Regions from separate parts of the Rattus norvegicus genome. Here region 2 is linked to region 1. The links are chromatin contacts, called in public Hi-C maps. All regions are on one chromosome and are shown on one strand. Each heading gives the region's core, a stretch centred on a gene start, on an enhancer-like site or on the middle of the called end of the contact. The rest is flanking DNA. Distances are from core to core; before and after follow the strand shown.

Region 1 (7,857 bases), core at 2,123-4,622:
GGGTGCAGAATTGACTCATTTGCAAGTTTATATCTCTGTGTGTGGCTAATGACCTTCTGTGATTCACAGAAGGCCTTATGAGGCCGAGCCTGAACTTCTTTCCTTATGCATTCCTATGTTTAATTAGTTAATTTTATCCCCTCTCCCTTTTGTTTGTATACAGAGACCTAGAGAGATGACTCAGTGGTTAAGAGCTCTTCCAGCAGGCTTGAGTGCAGTTCTCAGCATCCACTCCAGGCAGCTCCAAGGGATCTGACTGTCGCAGACAATGTGTGCGCTTGTGTGTGTGTGTGTGTGTGTGTGTGTGTGTGTGTGTGTGTGTGTGTGTGTGTGTGTACAGACATACAGATATAATCTGACTGCTACAGGCACACACACAGACATACAAATATACACATAAATAATTCCTAGAAACCAAAAACAAATGGAGCCAGGGTTTAGTTTAATGGAATTGCACCAGATTAAAGTCCTGGGGCCAATTCCCAGTGTAGTTTAAAAACAGGAAGTCATGTTTTATAATTCATTGCTTGTTACTTTTTTTATTTATTTAATAATGCCTTGGTGGAAAGATGGCTCAGTGGTTAAGAGCACTGACTGCTCTTCCAGAGGTCTTGAGTTCGATTCTCAGCAACCACATGGTGGCTCACAACCATCTGTAATGGGATCTGATGCCCTCTTCTGGTGTGTCTGAAGACAGCTGCAGTGTAATTATATAAAATAAACAAATCTTTAAAAGAAAAAAAATGCCTTGTATAAATTTTCGCCTATTTATCAGCATTATATATCAGCACACATGTATTTTTTGATTATCTCAGAATATTCACTATGTAGATATACTTGTAATTTAATAAACCTCTCTTACTGAACATGTACTTCATTTCTAACCTCTTCCTACAATGTAATATCCCCTTTGGCTTTGTGCCCATGTGTGAACGGATTTGTGGAATTAATTCCTGCAGAAGAGGTCTTGGCTTAAAGGAACGTGTGAAGTCTGAATAGAGAGTTGTCAGCTTGTGCGTCAAGAAGGCTCAGTTGGTTTTGCCTTTTGTTGTCCTTAATGCCAATTCAGCGATGAGACCTTTCTTCTCTGTCTCCAGCTGGCTTGTAAATGCTGTTAGCCGTTAGCTGCTGTCTCATTGTACCCGAGAGGACACCTGAAGGGAGAAAGAATTTATTTTGGTCCAAGTTTTTCAGAAGGGTGGAGGGACATGATGGAGCAAATTTCACCTTATCGTGGCCAAGGAGCAGCAGACAGACATGAAGCTGGGGACAAGGTCTTTCTGGGGTGTTTCTCCAGGCTAGGCCAGAGGTTCTGAGATGGTTGTGAGCCACCATGTGTTTGCTGGGAACCACGCTCAGGTCGTCTGGAAGGGCAGCCAGTGCTTCTAACCTCTGAGCCATCTCTCTGATTCCTAGATATTTCCTCTTAATTTTCATAACCACTCAGTAATGCCACCAGATTCTATTTATCAGTGGATTAATCTAGTGATGCAGACAGAGTCCTCAGGATCCAGTCAGTTAAATGAAAAAAAAAAACGATAAATAAATAAACAATAAACAAATAAATAAGCTACTACCCAGTGCAGCAGTGGTCAGAGCTGGGGCTTTGGGGCAGGCTGCCATGGCTTGCCACCATGACAATAACAGAGTGAACCTCTGAACTGTAAGCCTGCCCCAATTAAGTGTTTTTCTTTATAAGAGTTACCATGGTCATGGTGTCTCCTCATAGCAATAGAAACCCTCTCGAAGACAGGAACTGACTGCTGAACAGGTGCAGGAGTTTGAGGATGGCAAGGAAGGTTCTGGAACGTTATCGTAATGATTGTTGCACAGCATTGTGAATGTTAGTAGTGGCACTGGACATATTTTAAAACAGCTAAAATTATAAATGTTATAACATGTTTTAGCATACATATAAAAGGAAAAGAAGTTAAGGTTAGTTAAGTTTTTAACTCATCTTTCACCAATGCCCACATGCTGCTCTGGAGACTTGTGGCTGTTACTCTTGTTCTGACCCTTGCTACACACTGTCTTTTTCTGTAAAGTTTGAGGACCCGGCTTTATCTCTTGTAGTTGGACATCATATCATTAAGAACACTGCGCAGATTTCTCATCTGTTTGGACACCATATCTGCGTCCTTTGGCTCCTTTGGCATTGGAGGCTCTTCTAATTTGAGTCTCAGGCACATGTTCAATCGGATGGTTACTCTAATATACCCAGCCCGGCACCTGTCAGTAGGTAGAGCTTCTCCTTAGGTAACAGGCAGAACAGGCAAGTAACTCATTCCTGGTGTTCAGTCAGTCAACGAATTGTGTAGGGCTTCTCCTCTGGGACCACCCAACTTCTCCAGAGCAGGATGTGTGTTGGCAAAGCCTGCCCATTGATATTTGGGAAAACAGGAAGAGATAGGAACTGGAAATCTCCTATCAAAAGTATTCAACTTGTACTGAATCCCCCAGACTTTAAAAAAAAAAAAAACTAGGGGTTGGGGATTTAGCTCAGCGGTAGAGCACTTGCCTAGCAAGTGCAAGGCCCTGGGTTCGGTCCCCAGCTCCGAAAAAAAGAAAAAAAAAAACTAGTAAAATAAATAAATAAATAAATAAATAAATAAATAAATAAATAAATAAGTGGAACTATCAAATGATGGTCAAAATACTGTATTGCTGGTCACACTGAGGATGGAGTTGTGAGGGAGTCACTGGCTGGGGTTCTTTTGTTTGTTATCCCATGTCCACTCTCCAGTAGGCAAGCAGGGTGAGCATGGGCAGCTTGCTCCCCAAAGGAGAGGAGAGCAGGCCCTGACCGTCTGTGCCTGGTTCCCTTTGTATTGGCGATGCCCGTTCCACCCACCTGTGAGGCAGGCTGGGGGCTTCACCAGTGGATACTCCTCCTGGGAGCCTCACGAACAGTGACGAGATGGTGGTTGAATTGAACAGTGAGCTGTAATCAGCAGCCCGTGCTCTCTCCGTTGGTTTCCTTTCGGAGAGAATGAGAGCAAGAATCAGTGTCTAATTTACCCCAGGGAGCAGAAGCCATGGTCAGTCCTGTCCTCCGTGTTCTTTCTTTCTGAGGCTCGCACTTTAATTTTCATTCCAAAGCAGTCTCCTGCCAGACCGATGAAGAACCCATGGTTCGCTAGCTCCATCCAGCACAATTTTAAGAGGGGCCTTTGTCGTCTTGTGAACTTCCTGTTTTGTGTCAGGAACCCTCCTTCTAGGAAGGGGGGTAGGGGTAGACTGTATGAAGACTTCTTCACAGAAACATTAAGCATTTGTTTAATAACTGGGTTTAAAAGCCCTGGGCCAGCAGCCCTAAAATGAGTAAGAGCGAGGCCACGGCCTTCTCATCTGTTGGGGGCAGGGCTAAGTGCCTGTCAAGTGTTCCTTGTGGTCATGGCTATGGCACAAGAAGCACAGAGTTCAGAAGTGTGTATGTTCCATGTACAGCACAAGTGATCTTACATGTTCTCCTTAGTATTTCTGGTTATGTTTTTAAAGAAGGCTTATAGCAGGACTATCAGAAAGGTGAGTTCCTGTAGATCAGGTGGGAAGCAGAAGCCTGATCAGAGATATTTTGGGTACCTTGTTTTTGTGTTTCCTCACAGTTTCTGCCTCTGCAGCTTCCTTATGGAGTCTTTTAAAGTAGCTTTTCCTAGTTTTGTAGGAAACTAGAATTGTGGTGTAAGAAGGGCTCCTCTTCCCTCTGTGAGGTGCCAAAGAGCCCATTAGGACAGAAGCTGACAGAAATTTATACTTCTCCCACTGAGCCATACTCCCCAGCCTTCATCACTTTGTGACCTTTGCCCTGGCCTAACGATGAGCAATGGTGTGGGATTTGGCAGCCATCCACTCTGTGTACCCGACAGTTTTGGACTCGTCCCTTTATGTGTGTATAGCGCCACTTGTTGGCTGTAGAGATATTGCAGAAACATGGATGATGGCAGAAGCTTAGAAATTCACATGTTTCTGCTGAAGTTTGACTGTGTTTGCCGTAAGTATCCTGAGTAAGAAATATCTGAGCAAGCAGTTGGGGAGAGCCAAGGACCACTTACACTGCTTATAGCTCAATATCCTTTTCCGGACCTGCTACTGAGCGCATGATACCTACCGGCAAGTGCCATGTCGTCTGATAAGGAAGAGGCTGATGGCACACTGGCCCCCTTTTCATAGGTGCACGGTGGAGGTATGATTGGCCTAGGTTAGCCTAGTGGTTAACTCTCAGAGATCCTGATGGGACACTAGCATCTGTTTCTTCCTGGAACCATGGGTCTAACATAGCTCTCTGTAGGTCTTTTGAAGCCACCTCTGAGATAGTCAGCACTCAGTCAGACCCTGTACTGATGAGCACGTGGCACAACCAAGGGATCCTGCGTGTCACAAGGAAGGTTTTTAGTTTAGCTTTGTTCCTTCATCATTTGTGTAGTAGAACTGCACACTGGCCAGACCTGAAGTTGCTGAGGGCCTTGCTCAGGGTGGGGAGGAGGATTGACTTTGTTGAAGACAGGCTCTGTCTGTAGCCATGTCTGGACTAGCCCACCGCCCTAATGAGCTCCATTTCTGTTACCTCATCATAGTCACAAGCCAAGCAGGGGCAGTGCCTTCCCTCTTGTTGGCCTCAGCTTTGGTTTGAGCTCCTGCCTTGCTGCTCTCTCAGTCAGCACCTGGGATGGCACGGGCCCGTGTCTGTCTCATTTGTATCCTTCCTCAGTGCTTAGCTCTTTACTCACACAGTAGGTGCTTAGTGCTTCTCGGTGAGTAAATGGAAAGCCATGGCCTGCAGCTGCTTCCGTAGTCTCAGGCATCTGTTCTGGGATTGAAGTAGGTACAAGTTATCCTCTTTTCCATGTGTGCATGTGTTTGCGTGTGTGTGTGTGTGTGTGTGTGTGTGTGTGTGTGTACATATACATACACAGACATACCTCCAACTAACCCTTATTGAAACCACTATGGAGGGGATGGCATTGCTGTGATTGTACTCAGAAACAGAAGCACCAGGACAGCCCCTTACAACATAGTTGCACAGCTGTGGACTCGAGGCAGGACAGGCTCCACCCCCTTAGCTTGGCCTTAAGATCTCAGAGGGAGCTGAGAGTTCTGTGGGTGGGTCAGCATGCCTCTGGAGTGGCAATTGGAAGAGGAGGGAGCAGGGAGACTCTTGCGAGGTTCTGACCTTGGGGCAGAGACTGTGGCTATCATTGTGTTCCCAGATGCTAAGAGGGTGTGCTGGGACACTTTCTAGCGGTGGGACACAGCTCTCTTTCCTTTATCTTTTTTTCAGAAAATACTTAATTTTATTTTATGTGTATGAGTGGTTTGCTTGCATGTTTGTAAGTGCAGTGCACGTCCGATGTCTGTGGAAACCAGAAGAAGGCATCCGCTGCTCCGAAACTGGAGTTACAGGCTCTTGTAAGCTGCCATGTTTGGGTCCTGTAAACTGAACACAGTCCTCTGTGAGATGAGTAGCAATTACTCTTCAATGGCTGAACTATCTTTGAATGGCTGGGGCCACCTCATTCTCATCACAACCCTCAGCCTGGGCCCTGATAGTGTGGGTGGAGAGATGAAGAGTTCTGCCAGGGATTCAGCCGGGACACCAAGCACCCATACATACCTTACATACCAAGCTTCCGGTTCACCTTACACCTCACCTCTTTACCTGCTTGCACTTCCTTTCAGGTTCACCTTATGTCTTGCTTCTTTAAATGCTTCCTTGACTGGCCCATCTCTGCCACTCACATGGCCTTCTGAGTAGGTTTGGAGGGGTAGAGCTATGCTATCAAATGGTTGCTCTTTGGTGCCTCTATGAACTGAAGACAGAGTCTTACTGTCTCAACCCGTAAGAAAAAGGAGCAGCCTAGGAGAGGCCAGCCCTGGCCCAGAGCTGATGGCGTAAGAGACCGAGTAGAGAGAGTAATGGCTGTGTGTTAGACACCGAGCAGAGGGGCTCCGGCATCTCAGGGCTGGTGTCAGAGCCCCCATTAGCGCCATCTTTACAGTAGAGTCCATCTCAAAAGTTTCCAAGAATTGGAGACTGGAGCACTTGATGCTCTGCTAGAGGACCCAAGATCAGCTCCCAGTACACACATCAGCTGATTTATAACCTCCTGTAACGCCAGTTCCAGAAGACCTAAAGCCCTCTTCTGGCCTCCATGGTACCCACACATCTCCCCCTCCTCCCTCCCCCACCTCTCTATGCCCCCCCCACACATATTTATAAATAAATCTAAAGAAGTTCTTGTACAGTAAGTTGAGAGCACTCACTGACTAGGCTAGTAACAGGCAACATGAGCTCCCTGGTGGCACAACCATCTTGGCAGCTCATGTCCCAGGTGCTGTGCCAGCAGCTGCCTCTGAGCAGCTAAGAGGAATCACTTTCCCAGATGGCTTGAGATGGGCCAGCAGTGACTGAGAACAAAAGAAGTGGGCTAAGACCTGTTGGGGAAGAAAGTGCCTAGTTCCATTCTTCTTAATCTGTGTTAGTCTAGGCTGGCCTTGAACTCACAGTCCTCTGCCTCTACCTCCAGAATGTGGGGATTAAAGATGTGTGCCAATATGCCTGGCAATGTATCTTTTCAATGTTTAATTATAAGAAACCTAATTTAAGGGACTGGAGAGATGGCTCAGTAGTTAAGAGCACTGAGGTCCTGAGTTCAAATCCCAGCAACCACATGGTGGCTCACAGCCATCTGATGAGATGTGATGCCCTCTTCTGGTGCATCTGAATATATGGGATCCCAAAGAATACAAGAAACCCCCATATCTGATCACCCTCCGCAGCATGTCCCCTAAGCCTGAATGTTGTCACACCCTACCATCACCAGGTGCTCTAAAGAAATCCCAGAATGATTGTTCTGTGAAGCCTGGATCAACCCAGGGTTCTCCAGTCTAGAATGGTTGGGTGTAACGCTTTTTCTGAAGAGCGACTGACTTTCCCTCTTTGTTCTGTTTTCCAGTGGGAAATTAGTATCTCCAAAGTGGAAAAATTTCAAGGGCCTGAAGCTCCAGTGGAGGGACAAGATCCGGCTCAACAACGCCATCTGGAGGGCGTGGTATATGCAGTGTAAGTCGCCAGCCAGGCAGTGGGTGTGCTGTGCTCCACGGGCTCTCGGTTCTGTGGCATCAGAGCTCTACGTCTTGGAGGCCTGAGCATCTTGGGTCTATAGCCTGCTCCTAAAATATATTTTCAGTAGAAGCTTTCTTAAGTAGTCTGTGTGATGGGAAATCAAGCCAGAATACATCCCAGGAAGCAGGGCATTCATCAACCATCAGGCACAGTCACCCAACAGAGCATAGAGTCTTGAAGGACTCACATATGTGAGCCTGACCACAGTATATAGTGCATGCTGGGTACTTGGCTCTAAGGAGTAATGGGCTCTTTTTAGGAGAGATGGGAGAATGTAGCCAAGCGGTGACATTTGAAGAGCCAAAGAACAGTTTCTATTTCTAGCAGTTTAAGAAGACATGGACACCACCGCACAGCTGGTGTCCCTGGGTAGCTTGAGGACGGGAGGACGCAGGCTGCAGGGCGGGGCAGGCTCTTCCTGCTCACTGACTGCCTTAGTGTTGATGAGCAGCTTTGTTTCTTACTGGGTAATCCATTACTGGTATTCGTCGCCTTGGCTTGCGTGATTTTCTTCCTCAGAACTCTACATTTCTCCAGTGGAAGAAGGAAACAACATCCCAGGGGGTAGCAGTTTGGGTAGAGCTCCACCAGGGATCTTGGTACAGTTACGATGTCTCTCTTCTCCCAACCCAGATTTGGAGAAGCGCAAGAATCCCGTGTGCCACTTTGTCACCCCACTAGATGGCTCTGTTGATGTAGATGAACACCGGCGGCCAGAGGTATTTGACTAGCAA
Region 2 (7,857 bases), core at 1,659-4,158, 42 kb before region 1:
GCCAGGACCTTCAGCGTCAGTAAACACGGATTTCTGATTAAATCAAAGCATCAGAACCACCCTCTACAAATACTTTTTTTTTCCAAAAGCAGTTTGTAAGTACCCATAATGATGTAACATCAGATGTACACACATCCTTAGGAGAACCTTTTCTTTGAAGCCTTATCACTATCTCTTTCCTACGCGTGTGTCTTTATGTGAGTGAGGACGGGTGCATATGGATTTATAGATGAAATTATTTTTAGAAATGTAAAACAAGCAAGTCAACAAACATGGCTGACGTAGGTAGTCCCCTTCCTACGTAGGACAGCAGAGGCAGGGGCGTCATCTGTGGCCAAGATTAGCCTGGTTATACAGGCTACGTCAACTTGACACACGCTAGAGTCATTTTGGGAGCAGGGACCTCATCTGTAAAAATGTTCCCATTAGATTGGTCCGTGGTGAATTTTTCTTTCTTTCTTTCTTCTTTTTTAAAGATTTATTTATTTATTTCATGTATGTGAGCGCACTGTCGCTGTCTTCAGACACACCAGAAGAGGGCATCGAATCCCATTACAGGTGGTTGTGAGCCACCAGGTGGTTGCTGGGAACTGAACTCGAGCACCTCTGGAAGAGCAGTCAGTGCTTTTAACTTCTGAGCCATCTCAAGCCCCCATGGTGCATTTTCTTGATTGATAATTGATGTTAGACGGCCCAGCTCACTGTGGGCAGTGTTACCTCTGGGCTGGTGTTTCTCGGTGTAGTAAGAAAGCAAGCTGACCAAGCCATGAGACAGCAATCCAGTAATCAGAACTCCTCCATGGCCTCTGCATCAGCTTCTGCATCCAGGTTCCTGCCTTACCCTGATTTTCTTCAGTAATGGACAGTACTATGAAAGTATAAGTTGAAATAAACCCTTTCCTCCCCAAGTCGCTTTTGGTTTATCATGGCTAAAGAAAGCCTGAGAGACCCGGGCAAAACAGAAAACATCATTTATGCATGTATCTTTTGAGACATGGTCTCATTACATAACTCTGGCTGTCCTAGAACTCACTGTGTAGACCAGGCTGGCCTTGAATTCATAGAGATCTTCTTGCCTCTGCCTCCCAACTGCTAGAATTAAAGGCAAGTGCCGCCATACACCTGGCACCTAGACCAGTCTTGCACTGTTTCCTGACTGCTCCCCGTAGTTAGGAAACTACCTAGGCCAGCCATAACCCCTGCTATATTTTCAGGTGTTTTTCTCCCCACTTTTAAATATAATTACATACTGTAATTACATCATTTCCACCCCACTCCACCCTCTCTGGTCTTCTCACTCCCTTTGAAATGTGACCTCTTCTTTAATTATTGTTTTAAACATGCAGGCACACACACATGCATATATAAGTATAGCCTGCTCAGTCCCTTTAGCGCTGCTTGTATGTGTTTAGGGGTGACTATTTGGGCTTGGAAAACCTATCTTCTCCCTGGAGAACGATTCTTCCTCTCTAAGCATCATTAGTTGCCTGAACTCTTTATTTAGGAGGGGGCCTTGTGAGATTTCCCCTCTCTGTCTTGGGATGTCAACTGGCACTATAGTTCTTGTTTAGGTCATGGAGATTTCACGGGTTAGCTTCCCTGTCACATATAGAAGACGTCCTGGTCTTTTTTCCTCTCTTATAATCTGTCTTGTGAGAGTTCAAGGCCAGCCTCGTCCACGTAAGGACTACCTATCGAGATTCTGTCTACAAACAAAATCTTTTATTTATTTATTTTTAACATTTATTTATTGTGGGGAGCACAGATACCACAGTAGGGGGCGGGGGCGGTCAGAGGACAAGTTGTTGGGAGTCCTCTTCTATCATGTAGGTCTCCAGGGTTGGAACAAAGTCAGGCTTGGCAGCAAGTGCTTTTATTTACCTGCTGAATTATCTCACTAGATTTCTTTAAATAAATAAATAAATAAATAAATAAAAATTTTTTTTGAGACAGGGTCTCATGCAGTCCAAAGCTAACCTAGAATTTGGGGGGAACTTAATGATCCTCCCGCCTCTGTTTCCCTCCCGTTAGGATTGCAGGCATGCGCATGCGTTACCATGACTGGTTCATTGCTATTTTTAGGTTGATACAACTTTCTGGGGCATAGGAATTGCAGTAAAGAAAACTAGGCTCCGAACTTCCCCTTTTGGAATTTGGCTTCTGGGCCAAACTTCAAAACAATAGCGACAGTATTTTGATTTGTAGCTGAAGTTGCTGGGTCTGGAGGCAGACAGCTAGGCTCCTGCAGAGCTCTACTACCCTTTCAGAGCGGTGATGCCCAGGGGACATGCCTTAACACGGGAGAGCCAGTTTCTGCTCCTAAGGATGTGAGGACTCCATGAGCCGTACTCTTGGGTCTTGTTGGAACCTTAGGAACATCCCTTAGAGTTTAGGTAACTCGATCTTCGCATCAACAAAATGGGGACGGTAGTCTTAGCGCCCTACAAAATCAGGAAGGCTTTTGAGGACTCAGTTCCGGGTATGGAGGGAGAAAGCTGGCCAGAGGGGGGAAGGAGCCCCACCCCTACCCACCACGTGGAGTGCCCTCCTCGCCCGAAGTGAGGCCGCAGGGCTTTTCCCAGGCGTGGCGGAGGCGGGGCAGGGGCTGGGGCCAGACTAGTGGAACCGACAGCCAATGCCGCCCCGAGCCCTGGCTCTTTGAGAGGCGCGGCCTGGCTTTCTTGTCCCTCAGCTCCCGGGCCAGCCGGAGGGGAAAGAGGACACCCAGGGGCCCGGCATGGAGGCGTGGCCTCCGGCTGTTTTTTTTTTTTTTTTTTTTGTCCGCCCAGAGAAGGAAAGTTTGCCCTGCGCCTTTAAGAGGTAGAGGCGAGCATCCGATTGGCTAAGACGAGCTGTGACATCACGAGGAGGCCGGCGCCCTCCCCCTCAGGCCGCGCGTTCCCGGGCAGTCTGCGCGAGGGCCGGGCCGGGCCGCCGGCCCTTCAGTCTTCTGTGCTTCTCTGCTCTCTACGTCGTCCCGGCTCCCGGGGGATGCCCCGGACCAGGTTCTCCTCATGGCTGCCGACGTTTTCATGTGTTCGCCGCGTCGGCCCCGCAGTCGGGGTCGCTCGGTGCTGCTCAAGCCTCAGGTGCCCGAGGACGACGACGACTCGGACACAGACGAGCCGTCTCCGCCGCCCCCCTCCGGCGTGGCCACTTCAGCCCGGGCCCACGCGAGCGCCGCGCCGCTGCCGCCTCGAGCCGGGCCGGGCCGCGAGGAACCTCCGCGCCGACAGCAGATCATTCACAGCGGCCACTTCATGGTGTCCTCTCCGCACCGCGAGCACCCGCCCAAGAAGGGCTATGATTTCGACACGGTCAACAAGCAGACGTGCCAGACCTATAGCTTCGGCAAGACCAGCTCCTGCCACTTGTCCATCGATGCTTCGCTCACCAAGCTCTTTGAGTGCATGACCCTGGCCTACAGGTAGGGACGCGGTGACGCCCCCACCCCACTCCCTCCCAGACCTGGCCGAGCCCCATCTTCACTCCGGTCTCTCCTTAACAAAAAAATCCCAGCTTGTCTCTTTGGCTTCACGCCGTTTCTCTGGGTGCTGCTTCTAGGAGGATTTGTGAGTCTGGGGTCTCCACCGTTGAGAGAGGCGCCAGGGTTCCGGCCTGTAGCCCTGTCAGCCGTTCCTGGGTTCTTCCGGCTTCGTGTTCCCCCATCCAGGCCCTCCCCTTCTCCAGTGCCCGTGGTCACCGGTTTTGGACAAGAGTTAGGTGTAGCTACAGGCTGCATGTTTGTTGTTGGTTTTTTCTTTTCTTTTCTTTTCTTTTTTTCTTTTGGCTCTGTGGATCCCTTCCTTTCTACTGCTTTTGTGTGTTTTCCTGCAACACCCAACGGTTAAGATCACCTGTCCAGGGTGGCTAGGGCGCTGGCTGCACTATCTTAAAGATTGTGTAACGCCTTGGAGCCTGTTTCCTTGTCTATAAAGGGGGGGGTGACAGTAGTGTTGACCTCCAGGGGGCTGCTCCAGGGAAGGATTAAGATAAAGGTGGAGTGTTTATTGGGCGCTCCTTAAATGTTACTTTTCCTCATTGTCCATGCATCTGGAGTCTGGGGTTCTCTCACATTTCATTTACAGAGACGTTCTGAGGCAGGACCCTTGTTGCACGTAGGACGACTTGTGGAGTCTGTTTTCCTTGGAAATTGGAATTTGTTTTTGTCTTTGTTTTGCTTGTTTGTTTTCTTTTTGAGCCAGGGTCTTATGTGGACAAGGCTCCTCTCAAACTTGCTTTTGTAGCAGATGCTGGCTGGCTTTGAACTCCCCCTGACTGTCCTGCCACCACTTCTCAAGTTCTGTGATCACAAACATATGCCTCTCACGCCCAAGTCTGACTAGAAGGTTTTCTGGCTGGCCCTAAAGCGTATGTGTGAGGTGTCAGTTTGTAGGGCTGACATCCCAGGCACTGTTCTGAAAAAGGGGATTCAGCTTTGGACAGAGACCTTTTTGTGAAAGTCGCAGAAATGCCTCTCCCTGGAGGGCTAACCTTTCTACCCTCTCATTCTTCGCCGATGTGTCTGCTACTTGTGCATTTTAGGCAGTTTTTCTGCTTCAGCAACAGACCTCCTCTGAACTGCTAGTGGCTAGAACAGGGCAGCTGGGTAGTAGCTTCAAGTAGGATCCTTGCTGGTTAGGCTTCTTGCTTTAGTAACTGTGTTAGCTTTGGCTTTGTGAGTCCTGCACAGCTGGTACAAAGAAAAAGTTTCCCAGGTGACTCCAGAGACCATGGCAAGAAGAGAAGGAATATCCCTAGGTCTTTTTGTGTTCCCTTGATACCTATGTCTCTGGGAGCTCACTGGATAACCTAGACTGGCCTCAACCTTGCAGTAATCCTCCTGCTTTAGCTTCTCAAGGGTTGGGATTACTGGTACTCCCATGGCCAGCCCTGTTTTGGTTTTGCTTTTAATTAATTTTTAAACTTAGCCTGCAGAATAGTAGGTTTAAGTGCGCCGTTTTCATTCCTAAGTGCCACACTTTATGGTGGTTGTTGTTGTTATTATTATTATTATTATTATTATTAATTATTATTTGAGACTGGTCATGCTGTTATCCAGGAGGTTGGTCTTAAATTCATGGTTTCAAGTGACCCTCCTGCCCCCTCACCCCCGCCTCTCTCTCAGGGAGGTGGATAAAAAGCCCCGACCATCCAAATTAAAAGCATTACTCAATTGCCTGAAGTTAAAATACTAGGTGGTTGGCTCTGGATGGCATTTTCCCTCTCTGGAATAAGAGATTAGTCAACTTGTCCCTTTGTTATGTTTCTGGAATGCTCCCTCACCCCCATATCCTCTGGTGGAGGTCTCCCTGATGGCTCATTCCTGCAGCATAGCCCTTCCTTCTGTCACCTTTGCGTGGCCTTTTGGTCAGGCTCTGCTCTGATTCTTAGATCTTGCCAGGTTGAGCTGGCCCTGAGCCTGTGAAGATACTCTGGTTTTAAACAGACAGGTGACAGCGAAGCGATCGGACTCATTTAGATTACAGCCTAAACGATTCTCTGAGAAATGCTCTTCAAATGAAATCAGGAATGTGTTTTTATTAAGAGAACTTAATCCTCTTTCTTAAAAAAAAATTTTTTTTAATATAAACTTCTGCATGTATAGGGAGAGACAGCTGTTTGAGCCATTGGAGGCTTGGGCTAGAAAGGTCTCACTTAGTAAGCTCTGCTAAAGGAAAAATAAGCCAGTCTCCCTTTGTGCTCTATTTGGATAACCTAAAGGATTATTGAATAACACCAACCAAATAATCCCACCATTCTGGCACCCGACCTTTTCTGAGTTAATTTTCTTGATTGCAAAAAGCACCACTGGTTTGGCACAAGAAGCTTGTAAGCTCTTTGGGGTCACTTTCCAGCTCCGTGGGGTCACTTGCTTTTATTCTCATTCCTCGGGTCTAGTCTAGTACTGCCCTCGGTTTACCACCAAAGGTCCCTGGATGGACATCTGGTATTAACTTCCAACGAAGACACTCTTTGTGGCCTTCCCTGAGTTTAGCTGGCAGTGTGGCCGTTTGGTACAGATTAACTGAGAAGCTAGAGAAAGGTGGGTTTCTGAATCCAGCTTACCTGCCATGGCCACCAGCTGCTTTCAGAGAAGTGAGCTCCCTGTGGGGAGCAAAGCAGACCCCACTCAGAGCTGCTGTGGCCTGTCCTGGCCTGGGCTCAGAACCTTCACTTTTTCAGCTTTCTCCTGCTTGGGCTGGGAGGAGGCCAGCAGGTCTTCTGTGTGACTGATTTTGGCCTAGGTTCTTTAGAGCTCCAGCTTCCAGTCTGTGGCATGGGCTCTTGGTTCTGCTCCCTGGTACACTCTGTGCTCTTTGTTTTGCTTTGCTTTGCTTTGGTTTCCTGTTAACTGCTGCCTCCCAGCTGTTTCCAGATGGGGCTCAAGAGCTTCTGGGGGAGGAACCAGGGATAGGGGAAGTTGTGGCTATTTATCACTCTATCCTGAGAGGTGGCCTAGGAGTCGCGAACATGCCAAGCAAACACTTCCTTTTTGGAGATGGAGTTTGTTTTGTAGGTCGGACTGGCCTGAAACTCATTGAAAATCTTGCCTCGGCCTCTGTCGTACTGGGATTTTAGGGGTGGCTGGATCATCAAATCGGATTCTGGCAATGTAGTAGGTTTTGGGGGCACAGGAGACTGTGAATATGTCTGTTGGGATTCTAGTTTCCCCATGGCTGACTTTTAAAAAAAAAAACCCATGTCCTTCCCACTCGGGTAAGTATCCTTGAGGGAAGCATCTTGATTTGGATTTAAAACATGTGCTCAATTTCTGGCACACCCTGGAGGAAAAGGAATTCTTTTCAAGGCAAACTTGTGTGGCAGGTGACAGGGAGAGCAGCCTGGCGTCCGTTTCCTAAGCCATCCTGTCACTACTCTAGAATGAAGTGGATAAAACTTCCTGCACGGTGGAAATTCAGATTAACTGTGATAATGTCTGTGATTGGCTTAGATTTGGCAAATTACAGGCAAGAGGAGGTTTACACAGTTGAGTGTAAAGGGTGGACAAGGTAAAATTTTAGCTCTATCCCCAGTCAACTGATGGTTAAGCTAGGCTGGTGGTGCATACTTGCAGTCCCCATACATGGAAGTCTAAGGTAGCAACTTCATGAGTTCAAGGCTAGCCTGGGCTGTCCTGGCTAACACTATCTACAAACAAAATAACAAAACACTTAAGTGTCTGTCAAGACTGTAGTTTCTCGTCTGTAACTGAAGAAAACAGTGTGTCTGATGGGAATCTTTCAGTGATGCTTTCAAATGCCTGCCTGACAAGCACTCCATAGAAGCAGTCTTGATTTGCCTGGGTCTTTTCAAGGCCTCTGTAGTGGAGCTGTGCACTTTAGGACATAGTTCATGGTTCTTGCCCTTTTAACATTTTAAGGAATGTCATGCATGTACGCCCCCCATATAGATTCTGGACTCATCTAGTGTGTAGCTTTTGTGGTTGGTTTTAGTTTCACTTCTCCTTTTGCTGACTTCTTTTGGTATATATCAGAGGATAGCAAGTGGTCTTTTGAGAAAAAAAATTATTGTGTTTATTTTGAGGTCTGAGAGCAACTTGTAAGTTTTCTTATTTTATCGTGTAGATCCCAGAAATCATCTTCAGATTGTCAGGCTTGGGAGCAAATACCTTTTATCTGCAAAGCCAATTTTCTAGACCTAGAAAACTCTTTTGTATTTAGGCATGAGAAGTCAATTTTTGTCAAGGGGCTGTTTAAGTGGTGCTTTGCCTGCGTATACGTCTGTACCACGTGCATGCCTGGTGCCTGAGGAAGTGGTAAGCTTCCGTGTGGGTGCTAGGAACTGAACCCAGGTCCTTCTCAAGAACAAGTGCTCTTTTTCTTTTTTCTTTTT

The links. A called contact is a pair of places that touch in the nucleus more often than the background predicts.
Region 2: a contact with region 1 is called in a Hi-C map of Schwann cells, with 4 times the contacts expected there. The contact joins the promoter of Mlxip here to the enhancer-like site in region 1. A contact is called at or near these places in 10 of 12 Hi-C or Micro-C datasets (the A7r5 cell line, Schwann cells, frontal cortex and 5 more) and 1 of 1 datasets of contacts at active chromatin or transcription factors (oligodendrocytes).

Annotation. Positions count from the first base shown.
Region 1 is chr12:38,806,891-38,814,747 of GRCr8, reverse strand. It overlaps Mlxip (MLX interacting protein), which reads left to right. Exons shown (of 17, transcript NM_001427251.1): 2 at 6,954-7,060; 3 at 7,757-7,842. Among named protein-coding and RNA genes, the nearest start is that of Mlxip, 42 kb to the left of the region's middle. Within about 2 kb of position 3,372, at least 26 of the 93 cell types and tissues checked have an H3K27ac peak or open chromatin away from gene starts, as enhancers often do. A contact at or near this core is called in Schwann cells, where this site is marked.
Region 2 is chr12:38,848,110-38,855,966 of GRCr8, reverse strand. Mlxip (MLX interacting protein) reads left to right here and starts at 2,908. Exons shown (of 17, transcript NM_001427251.1): 1 at 2,908-3,427. The coding sequence starts at 3,015.